Regions from separate parts of the Sus scrofa genome. Here region 2 is linked to region 1. The links are chromatin contacts, called in public promoter capture Hi-C maps. All regions are on one chromosome and are shown on one strand. The core of a region is the stretch at or near the end of the contact, and the rest is flanking DNA. Distances in the headings are between cores, read along the strand shown.

Region 1 (4,027 bases), core at 974-3,473:
GGCTACTCCTTGCCTGGACTCAAGAAAACTGAGGACAGGACCTTGGAGAGGGAGCCGGGGAGGCCCCCCAGCCCCCTCTGTCTCCACGCCCAGCACTCGAGACTTCCTGGGGCCCCAGCTGCCTCTTCCCAAGTAGAAGGAAAAAGGATTTTTATTTCTTGCTCCATTTAGAAAACCCGCCTCTGAGGTCCTCCAGGGAGGAAGGCAGGTGAGCAGGGCGCCACCCAACCCCAGGCTGCCAGCTCCTCCCAAGCACCGGCCGGGCTCTCACCTGATGAGCAGGTCCCGCAGGTAAGCAAACTCACAGTGGGAGGTGTTCTCAACTGCAGAGAAGAGACAGGAGGGCGTGATGTCAGATAAGCCCCCTCCCCCAAAGCTGGGGGGGGGTCACCACCCACAGGGGAGCAGTGGGGCCCTGGGCTCCTGCCCTCAGGAGGGTCTGCTCTAGCGGGGAGAGGGCGCGGTAAGTGGCCAAGACAGCCGAGGGGAGAGCGCTACAGTGAGCAAGCTCACGGCCCCAAGGGATGGGGGGGGTCTCCTGGGAAGAGCAGGATGTTTTAGGGGAGACCTGGAGACAGGAGAGGAGTCGAGAATAGGACAAGGTGGGAATCAGGGCTGGATACCTGTGTACAGACACCACATCCTGGGGTGACCTTGGATACTGAGCTCAAGAACCAGCAAACCTCCCTACGCTGCCCAGGGGGAACAGGCACAGGCTGCAGGACAGCAGTTGGTTCTGGGGTACAGGAAGAGGGCACCCCAGAGCATGCAGGCAATGCCATGGGCCAAAGCTGGTGGCATCTCAGTATTGCCACGCTCCATACCAGGTGGGGCACTCTGCCTTGTGTGGCTCTCAGGTACTGGCGCACCTTTTCAACAGGAGGCGAACAGAGAAGGTGAAAGAAGAGGCCCAGGTGCCAGTCTGTGCTAGGCATCCGGCCTGTGGGACTTGATTCACCCTTCACACACCCTTCAGGGCCAGTGGCGTCTTAACCGTGTCTGTCCAGGTTCCAAAGCCCAGGAGGCCAGAGCAGGGCTGGATCCCACATCTAGCTCCCAGGTCCAGGCTGCCCCATCACAAGCCACGGGGCAGGCAGGGCCGGGGCTGTAAAAAGGCCAAGCCCTCCGCCTCGCCAAGCCCTGCGATGCTCCTGCTCTGACTCCACTCGCCTGTGCCCGGGCTCTGCCCTTCCACCCCTGCAAGGCTGTGCCCACACGAGAACTCTCTGCTGACCGACTCTCATGCAGCCCCCACCCCCTTTTTTCTTTTTAGGGCCACACCCGCAGCATATGGAAGTTCCCAGGCTAGGGGTTGAATTGGAACTGCAGCTGCCGGCCTACACCACAGCCATAGCAACGCCAGATCTGAGCCGCATTTGTGACCTATGTCAGCTCGAGGCAATGCCAGATCCTTAACCCACTGAGCGAGGCCAGGGATTGAACCCGCCTCCTCAGGGATACTAGTCGGGTTCATTACCCCCGAGCCACAACAGGAACTCCTCACGCAGCATCTTACTCTGACTTGGAGAAGCAGAGAGAGCCAGCAGGAAGAAACAGAGCTCTGATGCTGAGTGAGCAAGCGATGGCGCCTCCTGGCTTGTAGGCAACTTACTCCGGCCTCTCTGACCCTCGGGCTCCTCATCTGTAAGGTGACAATGTCACCCAGCTCTCAGGGACACGAGAGGATTAGATGAGTTAACTGTGAGCCCTCTTAAAACACTTCAGGCAGCTTCCAAGGACGTGTCAAGTGCTTCCGGGTGGTGGAGCACCCCAAGGAGGGGAGAACAAAGAGACAGGACCCTGGATGGGTGGGGGAGGGGGAGGGGAAAGCCCTTAATAACTCTAGCCAAAGGCTCGCAGAGTGGCCGGATCTCTGGGCAGTTCCCAGTTCACAAGGTCACAGAGATTTAATTTAAGAAAAGCTGCCAGATTCCCGGGGAAGTCTGACTGTTCTAGAACAGGGCAGAAATCCCCTCCAGGGCCTCACGAAGGCGGCTGGGCTAAGAGATCCACTACCCTGCCACCACCCTTACAGGTTCCATGGGGCTGTTGCTCATCACACCCCTCAACGTGAGCTGGTGGCACGGCAACAAGGCACAGGTCACTTGCCACAGAGGATTGGTGGGGGGCCCTCTGAGGAAAGGCAGAGAAGAAAGAAACCAGCCGCTCGCATTTCCCCACCGTTTCCTTCACCGGCTGCCTGCACGGCCGGCGTTGGCCACCAGGGGGCAGCAGAGGCGCGCCAGCGCCCCGCCCTTTGGCCCTTTCTTACCCCAAACTTCTCCATCTTCCAAAACATACCTTAGTGGGAAAATAAAGTTCCTAAACAAAGATTTCAGGACGAGAGGAAATGGGAGAGGCGGGGCCAAGATGCGATGAGCCCTGGGTGAAGCCTGATTGAGGCCAGGTGGGACAGGGAGGTGAGGGCATTGGAGAAATAACCCAGGTAAAATGAGCCGGCCCCGGGGGGCGCCACGCCAGGGAGTTTCCATCACATCGGTTCCTTAAAGGAACTGCTGCCCGGGAAGCGCCCACGTCTTTGAGACAGCCTCTCCTTCTTCTAAGACCTCGGCTCAGGGTACCCACCTTATGAATGGTGCAAATGGAGGCCCTGGGGGAGGAAGGGGTGTGTCCAAGGTCACAGGGAGATGCCCAAGGTCACAGGGAGATGCCCAAGGTCACAAGCTAGGCAGGTGAGGGATGGGGCGGCAGCCGGAGTTGGAAGCAACTGCTGGATTTTCTGCTCCCTTCTCTGTGCTGGGCCTTGGCCAAGCGCACAAGGAGCAGAGTGGCCCGATGTAATCTGCTCCAAAGAGGGAGGGCAAACAGACGGGGCAAGGACATGCCCGGTCCACCCCACTCACGGGGACGGCCACCTGCGGCGTGCTGGACTGTGTCCCCAAACTATGTCCAACTCCAAACCCTGCGTACTTGGGACTGGGACCTTATTTGGAAAAAGCCTCTGAAGGTATAGTTAAGGTGAGGCTCTCAAGACGGGATCCTCCTGGATTTAGGGTGGGCCCCTCCGGGGGGGCAAGAGGGAAACGCAGACGCACAGGGGAGGCCGTGTGAAGACAGAGCAGAGCAGAGCAGAGACTGGAGCCGAGGATGCCAGGAGTGCGGGCAGCAACAGAGTCTGCCTCAGGGCCTCTAGGACTCGGGATCAATGAACTTGTGTTTTAAGCGTCTATGTGGGTGACAGCAGCCCCTGGACGCTAACATATGGAGGGGGGTGTCCCAGGAACTTCCAGAGGATGGGGGGAGGGCATCTGGTCTCAGCTGGCCAGAGCTATAGCCTAGCCCTTTCCTAGGCCCAGAGAGGTGGCATGACTTGCCCAAGGTCACACAGCATGCCTAGGAAACGCCAGTGCCAGAACCTGGAACTCGAGTGTCCCTCCTCCCCTCTCCCGCCCCCAGGGGATGGGGTGGAGACACAGCTCCGTCAGCTACTGGCTGTGGTCCCGGACCAGCCAACTGCCCCCTTGTTTCCCTCCCATCGAGTGGGAACCAGGGGACACCCCCCACGGTGGCTGCGGCCCCAGCGCCGGCTCGGCGGTTCACCTTCGATGGTGCCCCATTTGGTTTTCCTTCCAAGGATCCTCTTCCCGTTCACTTGGTACTCGTGATCGCTGCCCACCACGGCGAACGGAATCATCTCCTGGGGGGGGGCGGTGGTCACACGTGCGTGCAAAGGCCAGTCCACTCCCTGGGCCCCCGGGAGGAGCTGCCCCGAGTCCGGGTCCCCAGCCCTGAGACCCTTGGCCCGAGAGGGTCTGGACACTCCGGCCCCAGCCCTCTTAGCCCAGAAACCCATTCTCATGGCTCCAGGCCATCCCGACCGTTTTCCCAGACCCCAAGCTGGGGGAGGAAGACCCCCCCCGACATCCTCCAGCAGGAGTCGAGGGGCCGCTGGGAACAGCATCCTGGCCCGTCCACTCACTCGGAATTTCTCGTTCACCAGCCGGTCCTCTGAGTCCTCATCAAACTCCTTCTGGGGGTACACGTCGATGCCGTTGGACAGCAGGTC
Region 2 (3,937 bases), core at 1,045-3,544, 34 kb after region 1:
TGCCAACCCAGCCCTTTCTGGGGTTCTCTCTGGGGCTCAGGTATTCAGGGCCAGGATGAACCCTTGACTCGAAGACAGTGGCTCCAGGAACTTCCCCAGCAGCACGGAGCCAGGAACCCTTTCTGACACCCAGGCGACTGCAACTCCTGCCCCCTGAGCGGAGCACCCAGGCGCGGGCCTCCTAGGCGTCCGCCACGTGCCCCGCGCGCCTCTGTTTATCGACTTCAAAGCCACACGGCACTGATTAAAAGACAGTCTATAGAGACAGAAAGCGGTGGTTGCCAAGGCGGGGGGATGCCGCGCGACTGCTTCACGGACGTGGGGTTTCCTTTCCATGTGATGAAAACGTTCTGGAAGTGAACACAGCGGTGATGGTTGTGCAACCATGTGCATGTGTTTGCGGTAGATTAAAGAAGAGAGAATTTAACGGGTCCCTTTTTTCCCTGGAGCCCATTTGTTTTCCTGTTGTCCGCCTTAAAACCAGAAGGGCCCCGGGACAAACAGCGAGCCGGGTGGGAGACGGGATCACGCCCCCTCCTCCTGGAGCCTGTGAGTGGCACCTTGAGGGCAGGGCGGTGATGAAGGACTGAGATGCAGAGGGCACCCTGTGATCTGGGGGGACCCCAAATGTAACCACAGGGTCCTTGGGGGAGGGATGCAGAGGGAAGCTTGAAGAACCCAGAGAGAGGGACTGCAGGATGACGGAGGCAGGGTGGTGGAGTGAGGCGGCCACAAGCCAAGGGACAGCAGCAGCCACCAGAGGCTGGAGGAAGCGAGGACAGATTTCCCCCCCTGGAGCCTCTAGACGGAGCCAGCCCTGTCGACACCTTGACCTAGCCCAGCGACCCCGATTTCAGCCTGCTGACCCCCGAACTGTCAGAGAATACATCCCTGTGGCTTTAAGCCACTGAGTGTGTGCTAATTTGCTACAGCAGCCATGGAAAATCACACAGCCTCACAGTCTGGAACGTGACCTGTGTAAGTTCGGGGCTTGCTCGCTTTTCTTTCCTTCCTTCCTTCCTTCCTTCCTTCCTTCATCTTTTTAGGGCTACACTCGGGACATATGGAGGTTCCCAGGCTAGCGGTCAAATCGGAGCTGTAGCTGCCGGTCTGTGGCACAGTCAGAGCAACACAGGATCCGAACCGTGCCTGCTGCCTAAACCACAGCTCATGGCAATGCCGGATTCTTAGCCCGCTGAGTGAGGCCAGGGTTTGCACCTGCATCCTCATGGATACTAGTCGGGCTCATTAACCACTGAGCCACGATGGGAACTCCACTTGGGGGCTTCTTGCACAGATGAAGGGCTGGAAGGGAACTGGCTCCAGGCCGTGCATCTGTGAGCAGCATCCTTCCCAGACCCGAAGGGGCCTACGTCAGATTTGGGGAGGGGCTAGACTCACCCTGGCAAGCAGAGGGAGCCCCCCGGCTGGGCACCAGCTGACATGCAGCGGAGAGGAGGGAGTCCCATCGTGTCCTGACAAGGGCGCTGGGAGTCGTTTCCAACCGCGCCCGAGCGGAGCCCACCCCTCCCTCAAGAGCCCCCAGCAGAAATGGTCGCAGTGTTGGGGGGGGGGGGGGCAGCGGCCCTGGTCAGCTGTCCTGAAGCAAGATCCTACTCCGGGAGGCACAGAGGGGCATCGGGCTCCCTCCTCCAGCTGGACTAACTGGGTGCAGAGCCCAGCAGCCTCCAAGGGAGTGGCCAGCCCCGTCCTGCAGGGCCATGTGTGACGCCCGAGGCAGTGGCGCTAGCATCAGCAGCATCCTCAGAAGAGAGGAAGTGGCTACATAGCATCCTGCCTCCCTCTCTCTCTCATGCACACGCACACGCACTGCCCCCACCCCAGGTCACAGGTCCCGGACGTTTCTCCTGCCAAGCCTGGTTGTGAGCGCAAAGCTCAGCCCTCCTGCCAGCTCCCTTCCCACCCACCCCGCCAGCAAAGCCCCACGGGACGCAGCAGATGTTCCTCGCCAAGTGCCAAGAAAAACGTCCTTCCCTCTCCTCTGTGGGCAGGTCGCTGGGCTCCCGCACAGGAGGCCGGGGGAAGGGCCAGGCCGCTGCAGTGTGGGTCTGGGGGCTGACCTGGGCAGGGAGCACAGGCAGCCACACGCCCCCAGGGAGCCTCTGCGCGAGAGGCAGGCGGGCCTCAGAAAGGTGCTGGCGCTCTCATAAGCCCCCACTGTCCCTGGGGGGCCCCCAAAGCCCCGCGTGAAGACCCAACATGCAGGGGGACAGAGGGGCCCTGCCCCCACAGCGACTGCAGCAGCAGAGCCGTGCTCGTTGCTGTCACACTGGGTTGAGAGCTTGCTTTCTTCCGGTTTCTTTTCAACTCAACCAGAGAGAACGGTCGGCTGCCCTCAGCTCAAAACCGAGGCTGCCTCCCCTTCCTCTGGCCCAGACTCACTTCCTCTCTGAACATTCAACCTGACCTCCTCACAGTTGGTCTACACTGTGGCTTCTCTCTCCCCAGCACCCACTCACTTCTTCACCTTTGCCGTCTGGCTTCGGACCATTTCACTGCTAAAACCGACCTCCTGGAAAGGTTCTCCTGGTCAACCTCCAGTCCCCCCGCCGGAGTGACCTCGGGGGCAGCCTGAGACCTGCGTTAACCACCCCTCCCAGGAGGGCACGTCCCCAGCCACTCTGTCTCCTCGTCCCCCAGGGCAGGGGTTCCGAGCACACGGAGGCCCCGTCTCAGTCTCTGCAGGGAATGGAGCGGCTGGCCTCACCCCGGCAACCAGCTTTAGCCGTGACCCCAGGGCCGCCTCTGGTCCTGACCGCCTCCCTGCCAGCACATCTCTACCGCGTTCAGTGTTCTTAGGACCCTAGGTCTTCATCCAGGCCCCGCAGTCTCCCAAACCCCATCTAAACCTCCCTGTTAAAAAGTCACTGCCGCGGCGTTCCCGTCGTGGTTCAGCGGTAGCGAACCCAACTAGTATCCGTGAGGATGGATGCAGGTGCAATCCCTGAACTTGCTCGCAGACGCGGCTCAGATCCTGCGCCACTGCGGTTGTGGTATAGGCTGGCAGTTACAGCTTCGATTCAACCCCTAGCCTAGGAACGTCCATATGCTGCAGGTGTGGCCCTAAAAAGCAAAAAAAAAAAAAAAAAAAAAAAAAAAGTCACTTCCTCCAGGAGGCCCTCCAGATGTCCCTCCATCAGATGTGACCACTACCCCCATTTTGTGCTTCCCGCCTCATACCCTGACCTGGTGCACTTGCCTGGCTGACTTACTCACCCCCTCCCGGTCGCCTAGGAAGCAGCCCTGATAAATATTTGTGGGACTCGGTGGCAGGAAAGCCCCATTTCCTCCTTTCTAAGAAGAACTCCCCCCGCCCCCACTGTCAGGTGGCATCTTCCCCTTGCAGGCACCTTCAATACACATTTCTTTTTCCTCTGGCGAAGCTCTCATTAAATCAACAATGTGTCAGAAAGTATTTGATGACATCTTAACTCATCTGCAGCCAACTCGTGTTATTCTGCACGTGGGACACTATGTAGCTGAGCGGTAGCCCTGGGCACGCTTCCAAGCCCACTGACCCCCATCCTCCTCCCAGAATCCTCAGCACCAGCAACAACACAACCAGACCCTTGACGTGTGTCTGGCCCCATGAGCAGTGTCGCCCAGGGGAGGTCTCTCCGGGTGTCAGGCGCGAGGGCCGCCAGGTGGGGGCGCTCCAGGTCGGCATTAGGTGCCAAGCTCCCGACCTCATCCTTTGCTGAAATAATGCCCCAAACAGAAGCTTAGCAGCTAAGACGGTAAATTTTGGGTCAAACAATAAAAGCTTTGGTACTCTGAGGGAGGACTAAGGCTCTGACTCGGAGTGTGGGGGGCTGTGAGCGAGGAGGGGGTCCGCAGAAGAGGGGGTGTTGGCTTGGCTCCTGCAAAGAGGTTCTCAATTCTGGTGGCCCATTACCATTCTAAGGGGCGCTTCTAG

Evidence for each region. Promoter capture Hi-C pulls out the DNA fragments that hold promoters and counts their contacts.
Region 2: a promoter capture Hi-C map of liver shows a contact between it and region 1, with 2.8 times the contacts expected there. The contact joins two enhancer-like sites. A contact is called at or near these places in 1 of 5 promoter capture datasets (liver), 11 of 47 Hi-C or Micro-C datasets (alveolar macrophages, blood, embryonic fibroblasts and 6 more) and 1 of 2 datasets of contacts at active chromatin or transcription factors (skeletal muscle).

Annotation. Positions count from the first base shown.
Region 1 is chr12:4,257,043-4,261,069 of Sscrofa11.1, forward strand. It overlaps SEPT9 (septin-9), which reads right to left. Exons shown (of 12, transcript XM_005653856.3): 9 at 3,941-4,027; 10 at 3,562-3,658; 11 at 272-323. Among named protein-coding and RNA genes, the nearest start is that of SEPT9, 88 kb to the right of the region's middle. Within about 2 kb of position 2,224, at least 13 of the 83 cell types and tissues checked have an H3K27ac peak or open chromatin away from gene starts, as enhancers often do. A contact at or near this core is called in liver, where this site is marked.
Region 2 is chr12:4,290,942-4,294,878 of Sscrofa11.1, forward strand. The region is part of intron 3 of SEPT9 (septin-9); the gene reads right to left. It overlaps LOC106504796 (basic proline-rich protein-like), which reads right to left. Exons shown (of 2, transcript XR_002336965.1): 2 at 3,119-3,937. LOC110255962 (a long non-coding RNA gene) reads left to right here. Exons shown (of 2, transcript XR_002336966.1): 2 at 1-431. Among named protein-coding and RNA genes, the nearest start is that of SEPT9, 55 kb to the right of the region's middle. Within about 2 kb of position 2,295, at least 33 of the 83 cell types and tissues checked have an H3K27ac peak or open chromatin away from gene starts, as enhancers often do. A contact at or near this core is called in liver, where this site is marked.